Linked DNA regions of Mus musculus: region 2 is linked to region 1. Evidence: chromatin contacts called from public Hi-C data. All regions are on one chromosome and are shown on one strand. The core of a region is the stretch at or near the end of the contact, and the rest is flanking DNA. Distances in the headings are between cores, read along the strand shown. Region 1 overlaps Ntm (neurotrimin). Region 2 overlaps Ntm (neurotrimin).

Region 1 (3,969 bases), core at 429-2,928:
AGTTTTCTCTGAGTATGCAGAAATATTTTCCCTTTTAATATATCCTGAAAACCACTACAGTAGGCTGCTTCACTTCACAGGAAAGTGTTCCTATATCCCTGATACCAGATTCATTGAGGGGCCCAAGCTTTAGAGAGACAGTTGGAATTCTTACCTTGTTACATGCCTGGTGACCTACTTGAAGCTCAGGAAAAGGTTTGAGTCCAGTCAAGAATCTATGGTCTTTTCACAACTTTGGAACCAAGAGCCACTGAGCGCCTGATAGAGTCCTCCATGTGCAGTGATATTCAGTACCTGTTTTTTTTCCTATTAAAATTCTTGACCCATTACATCCTCTTCTAAAAAACCCAAATAGTACCGTATGCCAAGGCAAAGCAAGATGCACTGAGAAAGTCCACAGAGCTGATACGTTCCAGACCTGGTTCAATTGGAACATCTCTGTTTCAGAAATTCTTTGGGGACACAGTCTGCTTCTTTTGCTTTCTTGACCTTGTGCATATTCCCTAGGGCATAAACACCATGTAGAGTATACTGTTGGTGTGGTATACAGCACTGTTCATTGGTACAGCTCCTAAGTGGCATATCACTTCTCCCAGTGCAATGCTCCAGTCTTACTCCTGGAAGTTCTCCTCCACTATGATATTTAGAGAGGGATCTGGCATGTTTTCCCCAGTGGAACCCTTAGCCAGACTCCAGGACACTTTGCAGTGGGCCTTTGTAGGCCCTCCCAGACCTTCCTGAAGTCACTTCAAGGGAACCTGGCATAGTGGGAGGCTGAAAGGTGGAGTCCATCTTCAAGTTCATTTTCGCAGAAGAAGACTCACACTTGCTTTGATATCGGGCCGTTTGATACACTCTGGGTCTTGGTGCCATCAACTGCTGAGATGTGTGTTTCTAGAATATGTTCTTCATCTTGCTCTTCCAGGACAGCTTAAGCCTTCTACCATTTACTGTAGTTAACTGCCTCGTGTGTGGCTCCTAAGCACTGTATTCTAAAGTAGACAAGAGGACAGTAGAATATATGTGAAAATGCTCCCATCCTCTGCTTTGAGTAAAGCAAAAGGCAGTTAATTGGACAAAAGAAAATCCTCATTTTAAATGCATGCATCCACCCTGCCTCTTCTCTTCCCTAGCTCCTTATGCTTGGTGGGTAAATAGAACGTAGGCAGGAAACTGCACATTCGTCTCAGAGTTACATACATGTATTAGGGTAGAATGACAGGAAAAGTGTGTCTATTGACTTTCAAAACAAAGCCTCTTAATGCAACACAGGCTGGGTATTTGCATCCATGTCCACAGAACTTCTGCGTTCATGTCAACAGCCTTTTCCTGTTGTCACGTCTTCCTCAACCATGCTTGAGGAAGCCTAGTGGAAGATTGGTAGTCCTTATTTCTGAACACTTGAATAGTCAACAAGCTGCTGAGAGCAAAGTGACCCTTTACATGGGCTCTTTCCTTGTGAGTGTCCTGAACCACACACCCGCTACCCTGTCGACCACTGGCTTGCCTGGTTTCCCATTTGTCAGCACTGACAAAGCGTCCTCCCAGCCAAGCAGGACACTGACGCATTAATTGGCACTGGAGGTATCACAGCTTGAGTTCAACCAGAGCTGGCAGGCTCTATGACTCTGTGACAGCTCTGTGAAAAAGTGTCAGGAGTGGAGCTCTGGCATGCCATCGGCTGACTGCAGCACCCTGGCACTAATGAGCAGCCTGTCAGCACCAGCATCAGGCCCTGTGTGGCATGGGGATCATTAGGACAGCAAACGAAAAAGTTCCTGGCAGAGAGAAGCTGAGGGAGCTAAAGGTGTCACCTTACCTGGACATGGCACTGCCCCAAAATGAGAGAGAGAGAGAGAGAGAGAGAGAGAGAGAGAGACAGAGAGAGAGACAGAGAGAGAGAGAGAGAGAGACAGAGACAGAGACAGAGACAGAGACACAGAGATACAGAGATATAGAGACAGACAGAGACACAGAGACAGAGAGACTCTGTAAGGTGTTCCATGCTTTTGGGTTACTTTTAGAAACTCTGCTTGATTGAATCACCTTGTTATTAATCAGAGAAGGCTGGACATCTTTTCTGCACTGACCAAAGGGGTATTGTTTAGCTCTCTAGTCATGGCTGTACCATAAAGCTATAAAGTGTATGAGAAAGAAAGACTTGGGAGAGGAGAGAGAACTGGTATTTACTCTTTTTGCTTCTTGTCTGGGCAGCTCCCTGCCTGGGAAATCTGCTGAGAGTTGTTTGCCACCTGCCTGTCTTCTACTGAAATATCAGAATCTAGATAAGCCATTAGAAGAACCTGGCTTTATCTGTGTCTTTGTCCCAAAAGTGGACATGGGGGTTCCCTGGGCATCTATTCAATGTAAATGCTTCCTGATGGCAAGGATGGAGTACACAGTACTTTGTGCATTCTTTTGCACTAGGCTCTTCAGAGCTGTATGGTGTATCTTCCATTTTCTGGGGATTTGGATGTATCAGATGGAATTCATTTCTATGAAAGTTTGGATGAGAGGTCTGAGAGAGTTGGGCATTGAAAACATATCCAGCTGGAGAGAAGTTGTCACTTCCTTGTTAGTGGCTGGGTCATGCTGGGCAGTGGTCACGAAATCTGAAGCCTCACTTCTTTCTTGCATTAATTCCTGCTTCTTGCAATGGTACCTAGACTTTTCATGACCTCACTACTCTCCAATACCATATACAGCATTGTCAAAGCAACAGCTCAGACAAGCCAACACATGCAGGAAGACCTCACTGTGACCCATGCCCTCTTCTCTACTTAGATCACTCTTTTACTCAAGAATTGTATTCTTGCTTCAAGACCAAGATACCAAGTTGTAAGCCTCTGATGATATTCCTTAGCCACAGCAAGTCACTCATTTCTCTGGGATCCAAGAGCACTTTCACACATTTCCAATCAGGGACAATGGCTTTTTTTTCTAGTCACCCACAGAGATCTGATATTCTCAAGTTACCTAAGAGATCCAGGATCTAAGAACAGTCCTTACTGAAGCCATTTTGCTTCATCTTCAAGGGCTGCTGCAGGAGCACTGCAAGGGATAGTGGCAGGAGAGAGTAGATAATGCTGGGGAGATGGTCCTATCAGCCCTCATATTTCTTTGCATCCACCGAGAGTTTCTGTCTGGTATGGTTGTACATGTGTTCAATCCAAGAAACATAGGATGCAGAAGCAGGAAGACCACCACAATACTGAGGCACTCCTGGTTGACATAATAAGTTCCAAGCTAGCTAGATCTAGTTATGAAGTGAAACTGTGTCTCACACCAAAACAAAAATAAAAATAAGCCCTTTGGATATAATTTAAACTCAAATCAAATCTTAGAAGGTAAAGAGTAAGACACCAGAGCTTCATTTCTTTACATCATTTAAATCCTTTTAGTATTACGTGTGTGTGTGTGTGTGTGTGTGTGTGTGTGTGTATGTGTGTGTGTGTGTGTGTGTGTGTGTGTGTGTGTGTGTGTGTGTGTATAACTCAACACACACAGAGCCTCAAGCTCTGTGGGCAACTTGGGAAAGACAGTTCTCTTCTTTGACCAAGTGAATCTTGGTTCTCAAATCAGGTTGTCAAGTTTGATGTCAAGTTCTGCTTACATATAAGTTATCTCATAGGCTCAAATATTGAAAATGCATTGTTGTAGTTAAGGTTTCTATTGTTGTGGAGAGACACTATGGCCATGGCAACTCTTAGAAAGGCAAATATTTCATTGGTGCTAGCTTTCAGCTTCAGAGGCTTAGTCCAGTATCCTCATGGCAGTGTGCAGGCAAACATAGTGTTGGAGAAGGAGCTGAGACTTCTACATCTTGATCCACAGGCAGCACAAGTAACTGTGAGCTACACTAGGCATAGCTTGAGCATATGAGACACCAAGGTGTCCTCATAGTGGTGCATTTCCTCCTTCAAGGCCACACCTACTCCAACAAGGCCACACCTTAATTATGCCACTCCC
Region 2 (3,778 bases), core at 864-3,363, 310 kb before region 1:
AAAGGGGCAGGGGTGCGGGTGTGTGCTCTGGAGCAAGCCAGGGCTAGTGGAGAGATCCCTAGCTTGCTGCGCTGCACAATTCCTGGATGAGCTAACTGCTCTACCAAGGAATGTGGCAACCTCAGGGTAATGCTAGGGGAGAGCTGTGCTTTCCAAACCTGGCTCCTTTGACCCAAGGGTTTGTTAAAGGTGAGGGATAGCTGTCTTATTTTGAAGCCAATGGTCCTGCTACTGCCTTTTCCCGAGCCTGACAGCTATGGTGACCTGGGGCTTGGCTGAGACTCAGCATGGATGATCTCCCTGCTGAAGTTAATGAGTCCCAAAGCAGGGATCTGGCTTGGTGTGGATGCCCTCGCACTACCCGTGCCATTGAGAGTTGCCACAGGGTCTGGACTCTGCAAAAAAAAAAAACCTCTTTTCCTGAGCCTGGATTTTACTAACGTTTTTTTCCTGGGTTGTCTGTTCCATGATACGGTGGGCAGAGGCAGATGTGATTTCCTGTCTGAATGTGGCTTTTGGACACTGGTACCATGGACTGTGATTTGTCTGTGGAGAATGCCTTCTACACGAGTGGACCGTGCTCTGATTGTTATGCATGCTCACCAAAGCAGCATGTACAAAACTTGGCACTCAGCAAACCCTAAGCTTTAGTGTTGTGTTGGGTCGGTTCTGGGGTTGAGGGTTGCAAGCTCTGGGGAGGAGGAGGAGAAGAATCTTAGCTACATTTTGTGCTAAGTGGGGCAAGACTGTCTCCCTCGCGATATTGCTACTGAAGCACTGACTCCATTTCCAGTTGATAAAACCACACCACTCACAGGAGGGCTACACGCCGGATGATTGTAATGGGAAATTCTCATCTCTGGAATTTTTAAGGGAGCAAGCAACTCTCCGTACCTCTCCTTGACTTAGTGTGTCCTTTTTAATAAAGTTTTAAAAACTGGCCAATGGTACTGACTGCAGGCAACAGGAAACTATTTTCATCCTCTAACGTGGAGATTCTTGGGAAATGAACCTTGGCCTTGGTGCCAAATGTCCTGGTTCCATCAGTGATGAGCTTGGAGTACCTGTGGACTGTGCACAGGGTACCCACAGGACAGACGATCTTGGGGAGTGAGTGCTGATATTACAGAGTTGAGTTGTGAGGACATTTTCAAAAAATACACGTGATTTAAAGAAACCACACAAGGGGCTGCAAACATCCCCAAATCCTTTGTCTTTGAGGACCTAACTCTTATGACTCCAAGGAACTCCTGGTTACTTATTGTCACATGAATGAACTTTGTAGGGACTACTTTAGATTAAGATGAACTATCTGGTTTTAAATATGCATCGGTTCCAGACTTCTTCAAAACAAAGACAAACCTCTAAACAATATAGTCAAGAAAATTTAGTGTTCTGTAGATGCCCCCTCTGACCCTAATCCTTGGCTACAGGGAGCAGACCTCCAGGGACAAAATAGAGACACTATCTATGGTGGATTGTTTTAGATACACATAGACACCTATCCACACACAGAACAGTGACAAAAGAGAAAAGAAGTTGGTCAGTGACCTAGAGATCTGAAGCTATCAATAGACCTCCACAGTGACTCTCACATTCTAAGGGAAGCAAGGGGATTGGAGTGACCAAAATGTCACCCCAGGACAGCAGTAGTCCCATAGTTCAGGAGGATATGGCCTTTTGAGAGTGACTGTATCCAGCAGGTGCCAGGGCCCTGGACTTGTTTCTAACAGGGCATTATTATGTATTGACTGCTTTGCTCTTGCCGTAGTCTCTTTCAGACACCAGCGTTTGTTTACAGTTTCGCAGACAGTTCACACAGTGGTCTTGTTTGAACACAAACAACACTATGAGGATATGGGTGAGGCTGCTTCCCTATATATACATCAGGATGGTCACCATCTAAGCTATGCTGTGTCAGGCCAAAAGACCGAATATCTTTGCGACTTTCAGGAGGGTGGACGTCTCAGTGGATGGAACCCTAAAACTGAGGGATGAGATGATCCAGGGTCTTCTTTCTGATCAAGAAATAGGGGCTGAAGTCCTCTGCTCACATGGAAGGCCACCCTGCAGCAAGACTGCAGTTCCCCTCATGACCAGCAGAGGGCTTTCTGCGCTGGTTACTTTTTATTTGGCTTTGTTCTCATCAGTATTATCCTGGAGGTCTTTTGTAGTCCTTAAAGAGAATAAATGTCTCAGCAACAAATTCTACTTTGTAGAAACTTTAAAAGTTTATCTAATTATCTCTAGTGATCTTTCTGGAGATACTAGGAAACAACCGCACTGGCAATCTGTACAGAGTTGCAGGCCTTTCTAAACTTTCCATCTTGGTGAGATCACATGACACAGAATTTTAAACTAAATATCCCAGTGTTGTTGAGAAGTCGCCTTGTATTAGGGAATACTAAAGTGCTTTATATAATATCCTATCTGTCATTCAACCTCCTAACATTATAAGTGAATTCTAATAATAATCATTATGAAGTTGCTACTATTATCACATTTTACAGATGAGAAAACGGAGGCATTGGCATGAAGAATTAGCCTCTCTTGGAGAATTTTACTGTTAAATGAGGAGATGGCTTTACTGTTAACGTGCTTGCTTTGTTCGGAATTCCTGATGGATCCCTAGTCTAACCTCTCCTCTCGCAGGAAAAAAAAATTATTTGATGAAGGTGGAATAGCTAGGAATTTTTGAACTGGGTCTAGCAGGAGGTTAACTAATGATGATGTTAGTAAGTTGAGTAGTATTATCACTTATTGACCAGCCTCTATAGTACTATGAACTATTACAGTTAATCTTCCCTACTCTCTGAAATTCATTTAATTATCTCCCATTTTATGGATGAGAGAGTTGAGACTCAAAGAGCATCATTTATCTGAACTCCCAGCAGTAGCAAGCAACAGAACTAGACCATGTACATTGAGATTTCCCAAGACTTATCAGGGCCCAATAAACACCGTGTCTTCCTACTTCCCCAGTGGGGATTAATGTCTGCCATCATTTTCTTCTTTGTAGTGTTGTGTAACTGTCTTTCTGAGTGGCCTGAGTGTATTATGGGAGAGCAAAGATCACACCTTTTAACGTCATGAGCTCCCTCACTAAACAGATGAGTTAAAAACAAAACAAAACACTCTTCACGCCTTCCCGGATTTCTCTGACTTTCTTTTGTATGTTAACAGTGATCAAACAATAAAGATTTATTGTGTGGTTCTCTCAGGAAAGGTGCAAAGCCAAGAGATGAAGTGTGGAAGGAGTCCTGGGTGCACTCACCAGGGCCAGCCTGTGAACAAGATAATCCAGATTAATACATGGGGCTAGGATGGCAACAGGGGAGGCTCTGAGCACAGTGCCCCCTGGTGGAGGGAGGCTCTCAGTGGTTAGGACTGAGAACAAGTAGAGATGGTACTAAGTAGCTCAGAACCCAAGATGGCTACTGGGCTAGTCAAGCTCAAGTACAAACCTTGAGGAAACATCAGAATGCCACTCAATGGCTCTGCCCAGTGAGGAACCTTCCACTAATAAAACAGCTACTACAAAAGTGAACTATTTCCTGGGTATGGGAGCAAGCCAGAGACTGTCTCTGCTCCCTGTCTTGTGTCTAGAGTTGTAGTGGCTCAACCATCATGTTTTTTCGTGGATGAGTTAAAGATAGAAAGTCTGACTTAATGTACAAGATTAAGGCTGAGTTTTTATATTGCAACACCATAAAGTACCACAGAAGATTGTGGTAGATCTAGAGATTCCCCTTCCAGATGTAGAAAACTGGGTTCTTTA

Evidence for each region. Hi-C and Micro-C count contacts between places; a contact is called where the count stands out from the background.
Region 2: a contact with region 1 is called in a Hi-C map of cerebellar granule neurons, with 2.1 times the contacts expected there. The contact joins two enhancer-like sites. A contact is called at or near these places in 3 of 484 Hi-C or Micro-C datasets (cerebellar granule neurons, liver and trophoblast stem cells), 3 of 115 datasets of contacts at active chromatin or transcription factors (VIP interneurons, embryonic forebrain and forebrain) and 1 of 9 other capture datasets (liver).

What each region holds. Positions count from the first base shown.
Region 1 is chr9:29,101,835-29,105,803 of GRCm38.p6, reverse strand. The region is part of intron 3 of Ntm (neurotrimin); the gene reads left to right. Among named protein-coding and RNA genes, the nearest start is that of Gm15520, 68 kb to the right of the region's middle. Within about 2 kb of position 1,678, at least 18 of the 459 cell types and tissues checked have an H3K27ac peak or open chromatin away from gene starts, as enhancers often do. A contact at or near this core is called in cerebellar granule neurons, where this site is marked.
Region 2 is chr9:29,407,731-29,411,508 of GRCm38.p6, reverse strand. The region is part of intron 1 of Ntm (neurotrimin); the gene reads left to right. Among named protein-coding and RNA genes, the nearest start is that of Ntm, 3.1 kb to the left of the region's middle. Within about 2 kb of position 2,113, at least 1 of the 459 cell types and tissues checked has an H3K27ac peak or open chromatin away from gene starts, as enhancers often do. A contact at or near this core is called in cerebellar granule neurons, where this site is marked.